4 separate regions of the Mus musculus genome follow, and all the other regions are linked to region 3. The links are chromatin contacts, called in public HiChIP or PLAC-seq and promoter capture Hi-C maps. All regions are on one chromosome and are shown on one strand. Each heading gives the region's core, a stretch centred on a gene start, on an enhancer-like site or on the middle of the called end of the contact. The rest is flanking DNA. Distances are from core to core; before and after follow the strand shown.

Evidence for each region. Promoter capture Hi-C pulls out the DNA fragments that hold promoters and counts their contacts. HiChIP or PLAC-seq counts read pairs in DNA pulled down with a chosen protein or histone mark.
Region 1: a contact with region 3 is called in an HNF4G HiChIP or PLAC-seq map of pancreatic cancer cells. The contact joins the promoter of Mirt1 here to the enhancer-like site in region 3. A contact is called at or near these places in 1 of 39 promoter capture datasets (neural stem cells), 11 of 484 Hi-C or Micro-C datasets (the 4T1 cell line, CD8 T cells, the HL-1 cell line and 8 more), 13 of 115 datasets of contacts at active chromatin or transcription factors (CD8 T cells, the HPC-7 cell line, bone marrow-derived dendritic cells and 10 more) and 1 of 9 other capture datasets (embryonic stem cells).
Region 2: a contact with region 3 is called in a promoter capture Hi-C map of trophoblast stem cells, with 4 times the contacts expected there. The contact joins two enhancer-like sites. A contact is called at or near these places in 12 of 39 promoter capture datasets (the 3T3-L1 cell line, the HPC-7 cell line, HPC-7-derived erythroid cells and 9 more), 5 of 484 Hi-C or Micro-C datasets (CD4 T cells, the HL-1 cell line, the HPC-5 cell line and 2 more), 5 of 115 datasets of contacts at active chromatin or transcription factors (the HPC-7 cell line, bone marrow-derived dendritic cells, embryonic stem cells and 2 more) and 1 of 9 other capture datasets (embryonic stem cells).
Region 4: a contact with region 3 is called in an HNF4G HiChIP or PLAC-seq map of pancreatic cancer cells. The contact joins two enhancer-like sites. A contact is called at or near these places in 3 of 39 promoter capture datasets (the 3T3-L1 cell line, liver and stem cell-derived epiblast-like cells), 3 of 115 datasets of contacts at active chromatin or transcription factors (embryonic stem cells, microglia and pancreatic cancer cells) and 2 of 9 other capture datasets (adipose tissue and pancreatic islet).

Annotation. Positions count from the first base shown.
Region 1 is chr19:53,463,434-53,466,776 of GRCm38.p6, forward strand. It overlaps Mirt1 (myocardial infarction associated transcript 1), which reads right to left and starts at 1,363. Exons shown (of 10, transcript NR_028427.1): 1 at 1,253-1,363; 2 at 1-59.
Region 2 is chr19:53,485,280-53,488,207 of GRCm38.p6, forward strand. No RefSeq gene overlaps it. Among named protein-coding and RNA genes, the nearest start is that of Gm30826, 5.9 kb to the right of the region's middle. Within about 2 kb of position 1,657, at least 10 of the 459 cell types and tissues checked have an H3K27ac peak or open chromatin away from gene starts, as enhancers often do. A contact at or near this core is called in trophoblast stem cells, where this site is marked.
Region 3 is chr19:53,570,732-53,573,835 of GRCm38.p6, forward strand. No RefSeq gene overlaps it. Among named protein-coding and RNA genes, the nearest start is that of Smc3, 28 kb to the right of the region's middle. Within about 2 kb of position 1,485, at least 46 of the 459 cell types and tissues checked have an H3K27ac peak or open chromatin away from gene starts, as enhancers often do. A contact at or near this core is called in the 4T1 cell line, CD8 T cells, the HPC-7 cell line and 3 more, where this site is marked.
Region 4 is chr19:53,647,538-53,650,453 of GRCm38.p6, forward strand. No RefSeq gene overlaps it. Among named protein-coding and RNA genes, the nearest start is that of Gm46653, 27 kb to the right of the region's middle. Within about 2 kb of position 1,479, at least 80 of the 459 cell types and tissues checked have an H3K27ac peak or open chromatin away from gene starts, as enhancers often do. A contact at or near this core is called in pancreatic cancer cells, where this site is marked.

The DNA of each region.
Region 1 (3,343 bases), core at 113-2,612, 110 kb before region 3:
ATGTGGCAGTTGGCTTGGAGGAGGACAATCCTGAAAGTCATTGGTCAAAGTAGGTCAGCCTAGAGACAAAGGTGAAGAAATGTGGAAGGTTTTGTTAGAAGGCAGTACTAAGACTTACTGGATGACATCGTCATCATCACGGCCACCACCACCACCATCATCATCATCACCTTCATCAACACCATCATCATCATTGTGTGTGTCAGAGAGGAGTATGTGCACACATGCAGTGGCTCTAGGTCTGTGTAGCGTAGAGGACCAACTTTTGAGAGTCCATCCATCCTAGACTCTAGAGATAGAACTCAAGCTATCAAATGTAAGAGGTAAGTGCCTTGACTTGCCCAGCCATCCCTCAGCCTCTACATGGGTTTCTTTAGTCTTCCATAGTTGTTTTTCTGTTTCTGGAATGTATACATAGATACCAGGCCCAGCCTAAAATTAAATTAATTTTTTGAAAAAAATAAATAAGTAGAGATAGATATAATCCTAGCCCTCGAGTGATGGGGTAGGAGGACCTTGAGTTCAAGGTTAGGTGGGCTCATATCAAGAACAAGTCTCTCTCTCTCTCTCTCTCTCTCTCTCTCTCTCTCTACACACACACACACACACACACACACACACACACACACACACACAGGTCTGGGCATGTGGTTTAGTTTAGTGGCAAATCATTGTACCATATCTTAGATTTGACCCCTATGTACAGAAAAGACAAATAGGGAGAAGGAGGAGAAATGAGAGACCAGAGGGAATTGCTGTGTTCAAGGTCACATAGCAAGAAATGGCAGAGTTAGGAGCATACATTAGGTCTCTCGTGTTCCTCATTGCCTCGTGTAATTATGCCAACCTAACTGGACAGATGCCAGAGATGAGGCTCTGTTCTCAAGGAGCTGCCTTGATTCTCAGCTTCCAGTGAGCCTCAGAGAAGTACCTGGTACCTTAAGACTGCTGCTTTCTGAAGAGCACAGGGCAAGGAGAAGGGGGTATGTGGAATTCCCTAGAGTACAGAACAGCCCAGCGCAGGATCAGAGAGGCAGCTGCCCTCCTCAGTCCACAGTGTATGTGGGTGGGTGGGAGTCAGGGAAGGAGGTCAGAGGCCAAGGGAGCCCTCAGGATGGGCAACACACAGCCTGCTTTTTCCCCCGGACCAGTCAGATCTGTACATACACATGGACACCCCCCCCCCCCCCCACACACACACATACACACATACACACTCTGAGACATGCTCCCTTATGCCGCTCTTTAAAACCTGCAAGGAAGCTGTCACTGAGATGGTGCACCGTTCAGCTCTAGGTTGGCAGAAGCAGAAATCTCACGGCTTTGGAACTGTTGGCTTGTGGGAAGAGAGCATGAGAAAGTCAGCTGGCCCAGGAAGTTGTGAAATGCAAGCAACGGTTCTGTTATCAGCCCCTTCCTGTTGTTGTGGCACCTAGGGGAAATCAGGGCCCTTGAGCACCCCACTTCCTCTTACTAGAGGAACTCCTTGGGCCTGCTGAGTCACCTGCTGGGGGAAACACACCTATTTTCAGCCTGAGGTAAATGAACTGACCCATCACCGAGACCACATTTCCATGAGTTTTTTCATCCTGGCTGGTGAGACTGGATAACAGAGGCTCGCCTCCCTGACCCAAGATACCTTCCCTCTTCTCATTTCCTTTCTCAGAGTAGCTTTCTTTGCAAGAAAAACCCTCACATGACCACAGGAAGAGTGTGACGGGGCAACCATGGGTACAATTCTAAGGTGGGGCTGCAGCAAGGGCACCCCACTCCTTGGAGATGACTTTGTCATGAGAATGACTCAATGGCTGAGCATTGCTCTGATAAGTTTATTATTATTATTTGTCATTTTCCTACAGACTCTAAGCCTCCTCATGCCTGGGTAGACCATTTGTATGACCCTGCTGTTGGAGGACATCATTGTTTAAGAGCTAAGACCATAGTAGCCCTGGAGCCCAGTAGCCTGGTTAAAGGTAGGCTTGATCATAGAGTGATGGACTTGGGCCAGACCCCTAATTCCTCTAAGACATGACCTCCTAGCTTCTGGGCTGCTTCCCAGGTCTTCGAGGCAGGGCAGCTGATTCCTAGGATGTCAAAGCAGGAGGGACATCTACATGTCATGTTTAACCCAAACCACACACATACTTTATTGATAGGAAAATAGAAATGGAGGAAGGATCAGGGATTCACCTGGACCCGATGCTCAAATATCCCTCCAGGGCATCTTTTGGCCAGAACTACCTCTTAGGTAAAAACCAATAAACAGTACATGCCAGTGAGAAGGTTTCTATTGGTCAGAACAATTTCCTTTTGTACCTCAGTACCTGGAAGTCAGCACAGCAGAACTGTATTTTGAAGAGAGGGGGTTGGGGACCCTTTGCACCCATTGTCCCCAAAGATTTGCAGAATATAAAGAGAGAACCCTTGTGCAGCTATGAAGCACAAGTTCGGTCGATGTGAAGCATGGAATCTGTAAGTTGATGATAAGTCATTAGTATAGGCCACCCTCCATGTCTGTGTGTTCTGGATCACGGTATTCAACCAGACACAGACTGAAATCACTCGGGAAACAGATTACATCTGCAATAAAGGTGGGAAATAGATCACATCATCTGCAACAAAGATATGCTGTTCTCCTCATCCTTACTCCCCAAACAACACATTTGACAAGTATATATGTTATGATTTGAATACAAAATATCCCCTTCCCAAGAAGGCTGATTTGTTAAACATTTCCATCTGATGGCCCAGTTTTGAGAAATGGAAATTTCAAAAGATGAGGCCTAGTAAGAGACATATGTCACTGGGGTCATGTGATTCCTGTCCATCATGAGGTAAAGAAACTTCTCCATCATGAGGTAAAGAAACTTCTCTGTCATGTATTTCTGCTGTCGTGATGCTCTGCATGTGTGTGGGGGACTAAGAAACCACAGACTCCTGAAAGCCATAAACCAAATTAAATCTTTCCTCCCTTAAATTGCTGTCCAGGTGGTTTTGTAATAATATGCTAAAAGTAGAAAATTAGTACCAGGAGTGGGGTTGTTGCTGTTACTAATCTAGGACAGGTGGTACTTAAGCTTTTGGAATTAGTTTGTTTAAGAGATGTAGCAGCATTTGGAGAAGCATGCTAGAGAAAGTCTAGAATGCTTTAATTCAGAGCCCAGAGCAATTCCAGCAGAAGCTCAGAGTTGTGAGTGCTGTTGGAAATGTAGACAATGAAGAGTTTTATACTCATTGTTCAGGCAGAAATGAAGATTGCATTGGGAACAGAACTAGAGGCCATTCATGTTACATTTTGGCAAGGAATTATAGAAAAGATGGCTTGAGGGCATCTCAGAAATTT
Region 2 (2,928 bases), core at 407-2,906, 85 kb before region 3:
AGAATGTATAGAAAGGCACATTGGTTCTCAGCCTAGGGAGTCATGTTGTGGAGAGAAAGCTGGGTAGGAGTGACAATATGAGGGACCCTTCTTTATCTACGGCACAAGCAGACACCGGCCATCAAGGATCCGTCCAACTGAGACCAGACGGTGGTCTGTTTCTGAGCTCTGCCCCGGTCTCTCAACCCCAGCCTCAAATAGTATATCTCAGGTTTGAAAAGGGTCCATGCTTGGGCCACGCCCCTCCAAACAATGGAGTTCAGATTTTTGGGTGATAGCTAAACATCAGAGCCCCCCCCCCCGAAACAGCACAAGAGCTCCTAGTTCATGGCCTCGGTTGGAAAATTGCTGGTGAGCTGCATTCTTTTTCTTCTCCTTTTGCCTCTGATTGCTTGGAGCCTAAAGATCCCAGATATTTAATCATAGCAATCACAGCTAAGAGTTAGGAAGGACCTATACATCTGCCAATGAATGCCCCTGGCTTCACCAAAAAGCCATTGGCTGCCGGGAAGATGGACTGGGAAACAGGAATTATAATGCACAGCACAGGAAGGCCTGGGAATAGCCCCACCTCAGGTCCTGGGCGTCCGCAGGAAAGAGTAGATAGAAGTTTCTGGAGACACCTCGGAGTCTGAATGGAGGGTGGGGGAAAAGACCGGACAGTGGGCTTGAGCCTGGGGAGACATGGGAAGGAGCGGGGAGGGAGTGGAGGGGAGGGGGGTGAACTCTAGATAGAAGAAACTAAGCAGTTCCAAGCACAGAGGAAGACAAGCAGGCACAGAGGCCCATCCCTAACCAAGAAGCTATTTGCAGCGACATCTGCCAGGAGAAGGAAGATCCATTCTCTCCAAAGGACTGTCAGTGGGTATGTCAACCTCGATCCAGGGCAGGCCCCATGCCCAGGGGTAGCTGGCCAGCACAAGTGTGGACTCCGTATTTTTTGTGCACATTTTGTTTTGATTTGCTATTTTTTTTTGGCGTTTTTTTGGCTTTGTTTGCTTCTAATTTGTTTTCCTTGTGGGTTATTTGTTGTTGTCGTCGTTGTTGTTCTTTTCTTTTTGAGGGAAAGAGAGGGAGAGAAAATGAAGTTGAATGGGTAGCGAGGTGGGAAGGATCTAGGAAGAGTTGGGGGAAGGGAAAGAGTATGATTAAAAATATACTTTTTGAAGACAAATAAATAAATAAATAAACACATAAAAACAGATGAGAAATAGTTGGATTCCTCTTTAAAGGGTGAGAAGGGTTAAGGGTGCCTGCCATGTGGGTGGGGATGGGGGGCAGAGATTCACATGAAAGACCCCCATGATGGGAGAGGGGGGTGCTAGATGCAGGGGTTGCCATCCATGTTAGGGAGGCCAGGTTTATGTTAACGTGTAGGAGCAACCAGGGATAGATTTACAAGATGAATGGGCAGAGACTGGTTTGAGTGGTCTGTAAGCTCATCTGCTATTGGGTAAAAAACTGGGATGTCAGCGGAATCAGACTCTAGTTAGGACTCTGGGGAAAGTAACCAGATAGGAGATGAGGGGCACCTGAACTCGTGTGACAAGGGAAAGACATGGACAGACTCAAGCGACACAGAGGAAGTGGTGTGCGCATGGCTTAGTGATTCACAGGAGAAGAAGCAGAGCCGGGGCATCCATTGTGGGCTGAAGCATGTCCTCTCTGTGTTAGTCAGGCTTGTGATTGCTATGACAAATACCTGAGAGACAGCTTACAGGGAGGAATTTATTCTGGCTCAGAGATTTAGAGATTTAAGTCTGTTGCTGTGAGCCTGTGGGGAGGCAGACCATCATGGTGGCGAGAGGAATGTTTGGCGGGCAGGAAAGAGAACATCAGGATGGACTGAGGGCAGGATCTGTCTCCCCACAACACGCCCCCATGACTTACTTTTCCATTAAGATCCCTAACAGCCCATTCAAGTTTTGAATCTATAATTGGAGCCATTAATGAAGGCCAGTCCCTTACAATGCAATACCCTCAAACCAAGCTTCAAAACATGAGCCTTGGTGGCGAGTGTTTCATATCTAAGCCACAGCACCCACCCCCTAAACACACACGATGAAGTCCTAATCTACAGGACCCTCCAAAATACCACTGCATCTGGGGAGAGTGTTTTAAAGAAAAGGTTAAATTAAAATGAGGCTGTGACTGGTCTCTCACCCAGTTCAGCTTGTGTTCTCGTAGGTAGAAGTTTGGATACAGAGGACACTAAGGATACGGACATGCAGAGAGAGCACCATCGGGATGCACCATAAAAGAAGCTGTCAAAAGCCAAGACAGGAGGACTTAGGAGAGGCCTTCTTGCTAATACACTGACCTGGGACTTTCAGCATCCTGAAGCTGATGACACACACTTCTGTTGTTTAGTCCAGCCAGGCTGTGGTCTCATCGAGGTTATACTACCAGATCTATTTCCTGCATGGCGCTTGGGTGTCTCTTTGCCCAGTCAGGTATGTGGGGGCAAGATATCAGGCTATGAAAATATATGGAAGGAGGAAAAAGACAGCCAGAGTTTGGAACCTGTTGAGTTTGAGAGGTTTGTTTGCCAGTTGCACAGGACATGGCTGTGCCTCTCCTGAGAGATCCAGCGAGGGATGAATGGCAGTGAGATGCTGGGGTGTCATCCACGATCCAGGTCCTTTCTCCAGCACAGTGTGGCCTTGGAGAGACCCTGAACCTTCTCAAGGTCCCTCTGGAGCACAGGGCTGGTCTTCCAAGTCCCAGGGGCAGTTCACCTGAGAGGTTGATGCCTGCCAAGGTTCTCTTGGGACTGCCACAGTGCCTGGGGGAAGGCGTTGTTGTTCTTGGGCCTCCCATCCAGGATGTTAACCAGGAAGGGGGCCTGGGCCCCAGGGAGCTCATGAAGTGCCAACATGGAGTTGGCAGTAGTGCCCTGCCCCTCCTGGAAGGCCTCCCCCTGAGAGA
Region 3 (3,104 bases), core at 235-2,734:
ACACATATTCTGTACACACATGTATCCCCACTGACTGTATTTGTGCTCTCTCTCTCTCTCTCTCTCTCTCTCTCTCTCTCTCTCTCTCTCTGTGTGTGTGTGTGTGTGTGTGTGTGTGTGTGTGTGTGAGTGAAATGCATAGGCTTGTATGCAGGAAGGAAAAACAGATTTTGCTGTATGGTGTTTTCCATAAAGATTCTTTTTAAGTTCTGCATGGTGTTCTTCACCTATAACCCCACAGCACTCAGGAGGCAGAAGGCCAGCCTGGTCTGCATATGTTTTAAGAGGGCGGTGCAGAGTCTTGGTAGGCAGTGAGAGGTCAATTAACAAACCCAGGAACAGCTTTGGAGAACTGGCTCATTTCTTGGTGGGGAGAAAGGGGTATTTATGCCCATCGGGAGGTGGCCAGGGTCTCTGGGACCAGGTTTATGTGGCTGGATACCATTGGCCAGAGCAGGGTGTTGGACAATGCCTCATCTCCATGCTCAGGGACTGTAGGGTCTTGGGGAGAAACCCTTATCAGGTCAAACAAGGAGTGAAGCCTGATAACTGTCAGGGTGATACATTCCTGCAAGGGTTGATGGTGGGGGAGGCAGCTTTATGGTGCCAGGTCGGGAGGGAGGAGGTGGCCAACTCCTGTCTCATGTTTGAGGGATCCACGGTTGAAGCTCCCTTGGCCTTTCTCCATAACCCTGGGCCATTACGGTCCCCCAGTTACCTGGCTGATTTCTGTGGCCAGGGATGAAGTCATTCCATGTCGGTGGTTCTGGGCCAAACACTGCAAAGGGGTATGGGTATCAACTGTAGTCTGGCATATCTCTTCTTTTGGTTACTTCACAATGGAAAACAATGCTTATCTCAGGGCCCAAGGTTACCATATGCTGGAGAAGTGGGGCAGGTCAATGGCACAGAAGAGAAGGCTTTTTTCCAATGACCTATGTTCTAGGAGTCAGGATGAGGGAGCCTTATAGGAAAGCAGCAAGGGCAGCCAGCCAGAGTCTGTGAGTTTAGCGTCCCAGGTCAGGTGCTATGCGAGGGTACCAGCTCCCCTGTCCCTAGTCTACTTTCAAGAGACGATTTTATTCTGACTTATCAACAAGAGTAGGAACAAGGAAACAGGAAACAGATGCACTGGTTTCCAAGACCAACGCTCAAGTTCAGGAGCAGAGAGATGACTGTCACAGAGCATTGTCCTCTCTCCTGAGAGGGAGGCAAGTCAAGGGTACTGAATACTCAGAAGGCGGCTGATTCACACCTGTAATCTGACCCTAGGGAAACAGAGGCAGGATTGCGGGTGAGTTCCCGGGCTGCCAGGACTTACTCAGCTCAAGGACAGCCAGGGATATGGCGGAAGACTGCCTCAAACCATCTCCACCCTCCTGCTAAAAAGTTGCCTAGAACAAATCGCAGAGCCTCTGGGGATTCTTTAGATGAGGGTTTAGTCTTAGCCGGAAATGGTTGGCTCTGGCCCTTGTGGGCTACGTCATCACAGGCGAGTTACTTGGTGTCTGCGCCCACTTCCATATAGTACAGTGAGCCTAGTCATTTCCCCCCCCTACAGGGATCTTCTAAGACTAAGCAAGACAACGAGTGGAAAGATCCAGACACAAAACGGGTGTCAATAGTATTCCTCGTAAGTATGTTTACAGATAATTTGCATTCGTCGTGTTAGTATTAAACTGAAGACTGGAGGAAACCCACTGCTGTTTCCTCTTAACCCCATAGAAATAGTCATCAGAAGCCCTTTGTTATGTCTTTCTGGATTTTTAAAAATGTTTTGTTTTTCTTAAAAATGGGATCTCGGGACTGAAGAGATGGCTTAGTGGCTAAGAATGCCTGTTGCTCTTACAGAGGACCCAAGGTCAGCTCCAGCAATCACATCAGGTACCTCACAACCACAGATACCTGCAGCTCCAGGGGCCCCAACACCATGTGGACTTGAACTCAGGACCTCTGGAAGAGCAGTCAGAGCTTTTAACCGCTGAGCTGTCTCTCCAGCCCCAGCCCATATCTCTCAGTCCTCCTCCAAAGCATCAGCTTTTAAAACAGTGTGAGATACAGCGACCTGTACAGTCGTACGCTGTGTGTTTAACTCACCCGCACTGTCCAGCAGTTCCCTCTGTAAACAGTGCTGCAGAGAGTATCTTGGCAGCAGCTTCTCTATGACAAACGTCCTGAAGAATTAACTCGTAATCCGTATGACAAACAGCCTTCCGGAAACTTCAGGTAAGTTTATTCCCGCCCCGCCTAGCATCATCCATTATGCTCACGAAAGGCCGATCCTGGATTTTGTCATTTCTGTTTTTTCTCCAGCAGCAGCAACTTGATCCTTTCTTTCTTTCTTTCTTTCTTTCTTTCTTTCTTTCTTTCTTTCTTTCTTTCTTTCTTTCTTTCTTTCTTTCTTTCTTTTTCTCTGCATGGACGATTCTGTCCAAATGTAATTGGCCCTCTATTGCTGCAGGTTCTGCATTCCCAGGTTTAACTAATCCCAGGTTTTGTGGCAAATGCCTGCAAACCCAGCTCTCAGGAGGCAGAGCCAGGAGGTCCAGTCTGGTCTACATTGTGTGTTGCTGGTTGGCCTGGGCTACAGAGTGAGGCCCTATCTCAAAGAAAGCCAAGCATATCAGTGCTTGCCTGTCCTGCCAGGACTCAGGAGGGAGAGGCAAGGCAATCAGAAGTTCAAGGCCACCTTTCTGTGCTTAGTAAGAAATTAGAAGCCAGTATCGGCTATGTGAGACACAAACAATCAAAAAACTAGAATATTTTAAAAACTTGTGTCTAAAGCATGGTACGGTGACACATACCTTTCTTTAATCCCCAGCACTCAGGAGGCAGAAGCGGGTGGATCTCTATGCGTTCAAGGCCAGCCTGGTCTACATAGCAAGTTCCAGGACAGCCAGGACTACACAGAGATCCTTCTCAAGCAACAACAATAACTTGTGTCTGAGAGGGGCATGGTGACACACTCCTGAAAGTCCACTATTGAGGCAAGTGGTCATGATTAATCAGAGAGGGCAGCTTAGTCTACATAACAAATTCTAGACGAGCCAAAGCTACATAGCAAGACCCCAACTTAAAAACAAAAACATAAACAAACAAACAAA
Region 4 (2,916 bases), core at 229-2,728, 77 kb after region 3:
ATATGCTGTGTTGTTGGATAGCATTGCCCTGTTGTGAGGGTGGGGCCCTGCTGCCCTGTGTCTAATTTCACCTGGGAAAAGCAACGCCAATGAAATCTGGTTTAGTCGTAGCCTTGCCTAGAAATAGGTTACGGCTTGGGTCACGTTAAATCTTGATAAAGTAGATTAACATCTCTACAAGAAACATTGGTTTGTCTAGAGCTCAGGTTTGGCAAAGCAAGTCCTCTTTAAATATGGCTTTGGTGTTTGCACATTAAGCTAAAAATAACGGGACCTTGCAGTTAGAATATATTTAGTTCCAGAGATGCATTTCTTTATTTTAGTTTAATATTCTAATTTTACAGATGAGATGTGAAGCCCAGATCAGGCAGGTGGCCCAAGTGAACATATTAGCACACTTAGATAACAGAACCAAGCCGTGGGTCCCTTCTCTCAAGAAACTCACACATTTATTTGCAGGTGGCCTTGCACGTTACACAAAGACGAATTTTAAGGTTATAGATGATTGCCACCTTCACTTTGTCTCTGCCCTTTGCCTTTTTTTGTTGTTAGTTTTTTGTTTGTTTGTTTGTTTAAAGAACTCACCAACTTAGGAACACTTAGGTCACACTTACCCATGTCCCAGGGAGACTTGAGTTACCTCCAGTTGCCAGGCTTCTGCAAGGAAGGTGCCAGTGTTATCTATAAATCTGCCACCGTGTGGCCGACAGGCACCCCTTCCTAGAGACAGAGTGTCTCCTGGGTGTAAGAGGCCTTGTGGCAGCCAGTAGCTACACAGAACACGAGGCAGCGTGGAGATTAGGGTTGCAAAAAGAATGTGGATATATTTACTCTGTCAGGTTGGCACACTGTGGTATGAGTTTTCCAGAGACCTTAACGTTTGAACATTATCTTTGATGGACTGTGTAATTGAGTGTCTTCAAGAAATTATTCAGCCATTAAAATTGATAGCTCAGCTGTTAAGAAGAGCGCTTGCTGATTGGTTCTCAGAATCCATATCGGGTAGCTTCCAGCTGCCTGTAACTAAGTCCCGAGGTATCAGACACCTTCTGGTGTGTGTGCAGAGAAGCAAGTGTGTGGTGGTGGTGGTGGTGGTGGTGGTGGTGGTGGTGGTGGTGGTGGTGGTGGTGGTGGTGGTGGTGATATAATAGAGCCCCAAAGCCTGAAGGACATGGGTTTAGAGCCAAATTATTTGGGACTAGAGTGTCAGAGCCTATTAATGTCTGATGTACAGTGCCACTTAAGGCAAAGACTTCTTGGGAGCCGTTTCCAGCCTACCTTGCCTCCTCACAGTTAGAAAGGTGCTTTCTTCAGCATTGTGTAGGGGCTCCATTTTCTCTCAGCCTAAATCTCAAGCTGTTTTCCCCGTAGCCACTAGAGGGAGCCCTTGATACATGCTGACCCCTCAGATTTGGGATCTCAGGTTTTCTTCCACACTGATTCCTCGCTAGAGTTGCAGCCGCTGTGAGGTCAGGGTGTGGTATAACTGAGACCTCTGGGGCAGCACTTTATGAGCGAAGTGTTAACTGCTTGCAGCTCACTCCTAAGTGAGCTTTGGGGCAAAGGTGCCTGCTGCGCTCACAACAGGTTGTGTCACTGTTCCGGAAACAGCAGGAAGCCTGGGTGTTGTAAAGATGGCAACCCTTCCTCACGCCAGGCCTGCTTATTCTCTGCAGAGCACGCGCTTGCTCCTTTGTTCCTTCTGCCTTCTGAGTCCTCATTTAAGCGCAGAGGCATCCTGGTTCTCTGCAGCCTGGCATTCCTAAAGCAGAGGTTGCCTTTCGTTCTGTTTCATGTATGGTTTCTAAGTTCCCTCTGTGTCCTGTGGTTTTGGCATTTTAATCCACTTAGTGTTTTCGAATTATTGGTAGCAGTCACTGTGTGATCTCTGGACACCCCAGGAAGACCTGTTCTACCCTATTGCCTACCAAGCCACGAAAAGCCATCCTAAGAGGTCCTGCCACTTCCAAGTTTCACCAGAGGTGATGCTCTGTCACTGTGGATGAGTGGCTTAAGGACCTTCTCCCACAAACTCGTGCTGCCCCAATTCACTCCACCCACAGAGCATGGTGACCAGGTGGTAAAGCGAAGCTGAGCGACCCATTTTACTGCGTTGGGAATGGGCAGCTGGTGACTGAGTAGGACAGCAGAACCTCCTTTAGACATGTGTATGTGCAGGGCACACATCCATCCTGTCTCATTAGCAAACCAGAAAGGTTTTCATATGAGTCCGTGCTGCAGTCTCTGCTCCATTGTGGTCACTTGGAGGGTTGTACTTTGGATTCACAGTGGCCTCACAGACTGAAGCCCTGGTCTGTTTGTTCACTGGTCTCCAGCTGTGCCCTGAAGGGCTGGGGTCTGGAAGTGGGGTGAAGTCACTGGGGGCAAGTCTTTGAAGGTTCCATCTATTCCTGCTTCCTGGTCCATTAAAATGTGAGCAGCTGCCTTGCCTCATGCTCCTGTCAGGACAGCCACTCCACCCTGCCTCGCCCTGTGATTGACTGAAATCCCCCTGAAACTGAGCCAAAATAAACATTTCCTCCCTGAGTTTGTCTCTTTCAAGTACTTTGGTCACGGTGATGAGAAAGCAACTAACAAAGAGCTGGGGAGATGGCTCCGCCGGTAACCGTGACTGCTCATGCAGAAGGCTGTGGTTCTGTCCCCAACACCCACATACCACCTGTAACTGCAGCTCCAGGATCCAGCATGTTCACCCAAAAACATACACATACTCATAAATAAAAATCTTATTAAAAAAAAAAACATACAGAATGGTTGGTGAAGTGTGATTTTTTTTTTTTAAATCTCATTAGGCAAGCCCAGATAGCCAGGGGAATTTGCCCCCGAGCACAGTCAGACCTACTAAGACCTCTGACAGAGCAAATGCTGGTCTGTGGGTCTGTGAAGTGGATAAAC